Regions from separate parts of the Sus scrofa genome. Here region 1 is linked to region 2. The links are chromatin contacts, called in public promoter capture Hi-C maps. All regions are on one chromosome and are shown on one strand. The core of a region is the stretch at or near the end of the contact, and the rest is flanking DNA. Distances in the headings are between cores, read along the strand shown. Region 1 holds the start of CCDC134 (coiled-coil domain-containing protein 134). Region 2 holds the start of CENPM (centromere protein M).

Region 1 (2,845 bases), core at 151-2,650, 120 kb after region 2:
GCAGTGGGAAAGGAAAGCCGAAAAAGCCTACTGCGTGGTGGCAGATCCTGCTTTCTCCACCGTTACTCCCACTTCTCCAGCCTCTCAATCCCGCTCCTGGCCCCTAGAGTCCCCAGAGCTCTTCCTGGCTCAGCGTGCGATTCTGAACCCATTCTGCAGAGGTCGCTTGTAGTGGATTCTGAACCGGCTACCCGGGCTCACCACACCAGGGTTGCTGCCCAAAGCCTTTAGAGCTCCGGGAGGAAAACGAGCCTTTCCAATGAGAGGTATCCTGGGTCCGCGGACCGCCCCCCACCACCACCTGCGGCCAGTTCTGGGCCCTCGGTTGTAACCTCCCCCTCCGGGAGCCTGCCTGTCTAGCGCTCCGTCCTCACCTACCAGTCCGGCGCCGCTGGCGAGTGGGCAGGCAGTCGGCGTGCAGCTCGGCGGAGCTCAACTCGAGGGTCTGCGAGCGATCAGCAGAGTCGCGGAACCTCTTGAGAGCCAGAGAACAGCAGCGCGGGACCAGGAGCGCCGCTCCGCCCACCGTGCCGCTCCTGACCAATGAGCGCGGACCGCGACAGCCGTTCGCTGACCTCACCTCCGGCCCCGCCCCGTAGGCTCCGGCACGAGTCCTGCGGGCTGTCCGCCTGTCTCGCCCAGCCCACCACACGCCGCGGCTTACACACGTGGCGCGTGTTAAGATCGGGTTGGAGGAAGTGGTCAGCTTGGGGTCTGTGCCTAACGTTAAAGGACGTGTCAGCCTACCGGGGCCTTGACCCTGCCGGCCCGGCGACCTTCCTCGCGCCCTCCCGAAACCGTTTAGTCAGCTGAGGGTTTTTCAAACTGCAGTTGTGCTGATCAGTTTGTTGTGACTTTCTCAGTAACCTGCAGTGCAGAGTCCAGGCGTCCCCTGCTCGCCCCCCCCCCCCGCCCCCGCCCCGGTCCACCAAGTTCTAAACCAATTTCGTCGGATCCTTCTCTGTCCTATAGTTAGCAGAGTTCAGCCCCGATTCGTGTAGGGCCAGTAAGGGATAGCCAGCTACAGGCACTGGGGCCCCTGGCAGACAGATGGAAAGGGAGCTAAAGGTTCTGGTGGGCTGCATTCAGAACAGGAGCGGGCAGCTGTGGAGCGCAGACCTTAAGAGAACCACACACGTGGGCACACAAATACAAGCTCAAAGGAGGGCCCTACGGGCAATAAACACAGGAGACCTACTTCAGCTGGGGAAGGGCTGCCTAGAACAGTTTCCCTCAGCTAGGAAGTCTGGGAAAGGCTTGACCCACTTACCTTCCTTGACTGGTAACTGTACCTCTCTCCACCTTCACATGACCTGAAGCAACAGGTACAGTACTTCCCAGAGCACTTGGATCACAAGAGCATCAAATACATAGCCGCCTTCTGCCCCTCCAGCCCCCAGGATGGCCTGACTGGTGTCTGCACCTGAGGCAAGCAGCTGGTGCTGGTGTTACCAGAACAAACCCCGCCCCTCACTCCCCAAGGAAGCCATCCACCTGGGCTGCAGAACCAGCTGGAGGGAGGCAAGTTTTTGGAGAGCCCATACAGGTTGGCCAGTGCATCACTTTATTTCCCTATTCAATTTCAGTGGTGGAGTAAATGTCTCCAGGTGAACAGCTGCACGTGTCACCCATTTCCACCCAACCACTGTGCCCTGACTTCGTCTTCTCCAGGTCTCCGCTCTCTCCATTTCCAGGCCTTCAGTTCCTGAGGGTCAGTCTCTGATGTGGGACAGGGATACAGCCACCCCTTCCAGGCAGCTGGCAGCAAACATGAGAGGAGAACAGCGGAGAGGTGGGGCAACCACGGGAGAACCACACTTCCAGGGCTCCGAAGGGGCAAAATGGTCAGACAAGAGCAGAGTTGCTCTTGAGAATAGTGGGGTGGATCCTAAAATTGGGAGCTGAACGCTGGGGTAGGTAGTTGCTGTACATTGGGGAACTGTTCCATGAAGGAGGAAAGCCAGGGTGCAGCTGGTAGGGGTGGGAAGGAGACACCCTCCCCACACACACACCTCCAGACCAAAGTGTCTCTGCAGCACCACGACAACCCCTCTGAGGGCCTGCGACCACTGCCCACAGCCCCAGGCTTTCTCAGGGACATGGCAGTCATCCAGCATCCCCCATGTTGCACTTAGGGCAGCTTCTCCAAAGCTCCTGGGTAAGGAGTAGCTCCTTCTGAGTTTGGTGATGTGACTTTGGAGATGGGCAGATTTAGGGTCAAATCCTGATGCTATCACTGTGTGATTCTGGGCATGTCATTTAACTTCTCTGATCTGTTACAACTGCATTAACACTTCTAGCTACTGCGAGGATTAGACATAGTATGTCTAACTGGCTCTTCGTAGGAACCTAATAAATAGAAGAAGTCATTGTCATTGCCACCACTATTAATTATTCTCTTTGACCCCTGCTTGCTTTAGAGGACAGGGCTGTAGACAGTGTACCTCTCTATCCTGAAGCATGATGCCACAGCCTGGGTGACCTTGCCCAGGCCAAAGCTCCCAGATGCAAGAAAGGATACAGCATGTCCTGCAGGGGTGGCTGGACCATGGAGGCCCTGGGGGAAAGGCCTTGCAAGGAGGCCCGCAGGGTCTGGGCCATGCTGTGATCAGCCAGGAGGCCCATGCTCTGGACCTGGGAGGAGAAGAGGGTAGAGAAGGCAGGCTCTCTCAGTGCCCACTCTATACGGGCCCCCGCTCCGCTTCACCCCGTGCTCCTGACCTCCCGTGGGCTGCTGTGACCCAAGTTCCCACCCTCCACAGAAAAGATGGTATAGAGGATCTGGCCTCCCAGTGGCTACATGGCACCCCTTTCCAACCCACCTGCAGGAAGAAGCCACGCAGAG
Region 2 (2,729 bases), core at 78-2,577:
TTAAAGACCTGATGTAGTCTCTGTGAGGATGTGGGAATGATCCCTGGCCTCACTCAGTGGATTAAGGATCTGGCGTTATTGTGAGCTGTGGCGTAGCTGTGGCTCGGATCCTGTGTTGCTGTGGCTGTGGTACAGGCTGGCAGAGGCAGCTCTGATTCGACCCCTAGCCTGGAAACTTCCATATGCTTCACCTGCAGCCCTAAAAAAGCAAAAGAAAGAAGAAAAAAAGAAACTCCCCTCTGATAAAGTGACATTGCAGCAGAAACACAAAGATAGGAAATAAACAAAATGACTATTTGGGAGAAGAGCATTTCAGCCAGAGGGAACCCTGGGCGGCGGAGGTCCTGGAGCTGACATTGCAGGGAAAAGAGCAGAAGATCACACGAGTCTCAAAGGCCATGTAAGGCTTTTGCAGTATACTCTGAGTGAAAGGGGAACTATTGGTGGGTTTTGACCAGAGAAGTATCTGCTTTGATTTGTTTTGAAAGGATAACTCTGACTGCTGCGTGAAGAATAGCTAGTAGCCTTGGAGACCAGGGTGGTAGCAGGGAGACAGTGAGAAGGCTGTTAGAATAGACTGGAAGAGAAATAACTGGGGCTTATCCTGGTGGGGGAGTGGGGGTGGTGAGAGATGGTCAGCTTCTAGATGCCTCTTTCTTTCTTCCTTCCTTTCTTTCTTGTTCTTGTTGCTTTTTATGGCCACACCCGCGGCATAAGGAGGTTCTCAGACTAGGGGTCCAATCGGAGCTCCAGCGGCTGGCCTACGCCACAGCCACAGCAGCAACACATCCAAGCCAGGTCTGCGACCTACACCAGACCTCACAGCAACACCGGATCCTTAAGCCACTGAGCGGGGCCAGGGATAGAACCCACAAGCTCGTGGATACTAGTTGGATTCATTTCTGCTGCGCCACAACAAAACCCCCCAGCTGTCTTTTAAGAACAGAACCCACAGGCTTGCTTACAGATTGGATGGGAGGTGCAGAGAAGAGGAGCCAAGAATGACCCAAGGTTTTGCTCGGAACAGCTGCACAATAGAGATGGAGAAGATGAGGGAAGGACAGGTTTGGAAGGCATCAGGAGTACTACAAATGCAGGATGAATGAACGAAAATGAATGAATGAATCACTGAATGTCTTCTTTCTCCCAGGACTGAAATAAAAGTCCTCTCGCTCAGGGAGCGCTTTATGTGCCCAGGGCCAGCGCTGGAACGTCCCCCTCAGAAAAGCAGGTAGCGGTTCCTTTAAGGAGGCCTCGTCCTGCCCCCAAGAAGCCCCGCCCGGGAAATGTCACGTGACCCTTGGTCTCGCAGTAGAGGCGGAACACCGGGCGGTTTGAAAGCCCGGCGCGCACCGCGGGAGCGGCGGTTCGCCTGTCATTGCGATGTCGGTGTTGCGGCCGATGGACAAGCTGCCGGGCCTGAACACGGCCACCATATTGGTAGGCGTCAACAGCCGCGACTCCCCCGCCCGCCCTTCCTCCTAAGCTGCGCCTCCGCTCTCCGAGCTCTCCGAGGTGCCTGGCGCGGGCTATTCTGGCAGGGGTGTGGTGGGCGGGAGAGTCACGCTCTGAACCAATCGGAATAGCGGTCCTCTTGAGGCCGAGGGACGTGTCCACCAATAAGTGCGCGGCAGACTCTTTCCCAGTTTCTGATTGGTGGGACGGATGGGCGGGGAGACCGCGCGCGGCGGGGTGCGGGGTGTGAGGTGTCCAAGACTTGGTTTTCCTGCGTGGCGGGGTCTGGCCTCCCGGAGAGACGAGGCCATCCGAGGGAGGGTCCGGAGAGGTCGTGAGTGCAGACCGGACAGGACCGGAGCAGGTGCCAACCTCTGATCCTCACCCGTGCCTTCTGTAGTCGTCTCGGTAAAGGGCGCCTCGCGTGCTGGAGCCGGAATCTTGGGGTGCAGCTGTCTTGAGTCTGTGGCCTGATCCCCAGGCCCTCTAGCGGGACTGCTATGCCCTGGTATCAGTCCGTCGCCTTTGCTCTCTGCGCAGCTGGTGGGCACAGAGGATGCTCTTCTGCAGCAGCTGGCCGATTCGATGCTCAAGGAGGACTGTGCCTCGGAGCTGAAGGTGTAAGTAACCTTATGCCCAGGGTGTCCGATCGCTGACCTGGGCGCGAGGGAGAGCGAGGTGGGGGTGAGGGGACCGCCAGAGAGGCGGGCGCCAACCTCTGGGCGCCCTAACGCGTGATCTGGCCCCGATTAAGGTATCCTACACCACTCTCTGTCACACACTTGTTCTACTTTTCTCTAGCACTTGGCACCGTAAGAAATTTCCTTGTTCTCTGGTTTGTTTACTTGTTAACAGTCTGCCACCCTGAGGGACCCCAAGGTCAGCCCCCTTGAGGACAGGGACTTTGACGTTCGCTCCCTGGGGATTCCCCAGTGCCTTGACCAGTACGTGGTACCAAGTAGATGCTCACACAACCCCCAAATTTGGAGAAAAGCTGACTGAAAAGTTTATTTTGTTTCCTTTTTCTAAATGAAAAAGAGTAGAAACAGCTGCTGAGGGGAGTCAAGTGACTGAATGTGTGTGGGTGTTATTCTCCTGATAGAAAGATAGCTCCAGGGCTCTATACTGAAGGAGAATGATCCTGATCTAGAGGGTATTTCCTGTATGGGAATTGGAAATGCCCCCTTACTAGTTAGAATAAGAACATAACCTTCCCCTTGAAATAAAGATTGTTCATAGGTCCATCTGTGCTCTGCCTATCTTGCCAGGCTCTT

The links. Promoter capture Hi-C pulls out the DNA fragments that hold promoters and counts their contacts.
Region 1: a promoter capture Hi-C map of liver shows a contact between it and region 2, with 4 times the contacts expected there. The contact joins the promoter of CCDC134 here to the promoter of CENPM in region 2. A contact is called at or near these places in 1 of 5 promoter capture datasets (liver), 16 of 47 Hi-C or Micro-C datasets (alveolar macrophages, blood, embryonic fibroblasts and 7 more) and 1 of 2 datasets of contacts at active chromatin or transcription factors (skeletal muscle).

The regions. Positions count from the first base shown.
Region 1 is chr5:6,799,416-6,802,260 of Sscrofa11.1, forward strand. CCDC134 (coiled-coil domain-containing protein 134) reads right to left here and starts at 1,401. Exons shown (of 7, transcript XM_021091452.1): 1 at 1,271-1,401. MEI1 (meiosis inhibitor protein 1) reads right to left here. Exons shown (of 36, transcript XM_021091442.1): 29 at 2,823-2,845; 30 at 2,522-2,634; 31 at 379-1,758. The coding sequence ends at 1,713.
Region 2 is chr5:6,676,425-6,679,153 of Sscrofa11.1, forward strand. CENPM (centromere protein M) reads left to right here and starts at 1,328. Exons shown (of 6, transcript NM_001159305.1): 1 at 1,328-1,440; 2 at 1,996-2,075. The coding sequence starts at 1,384.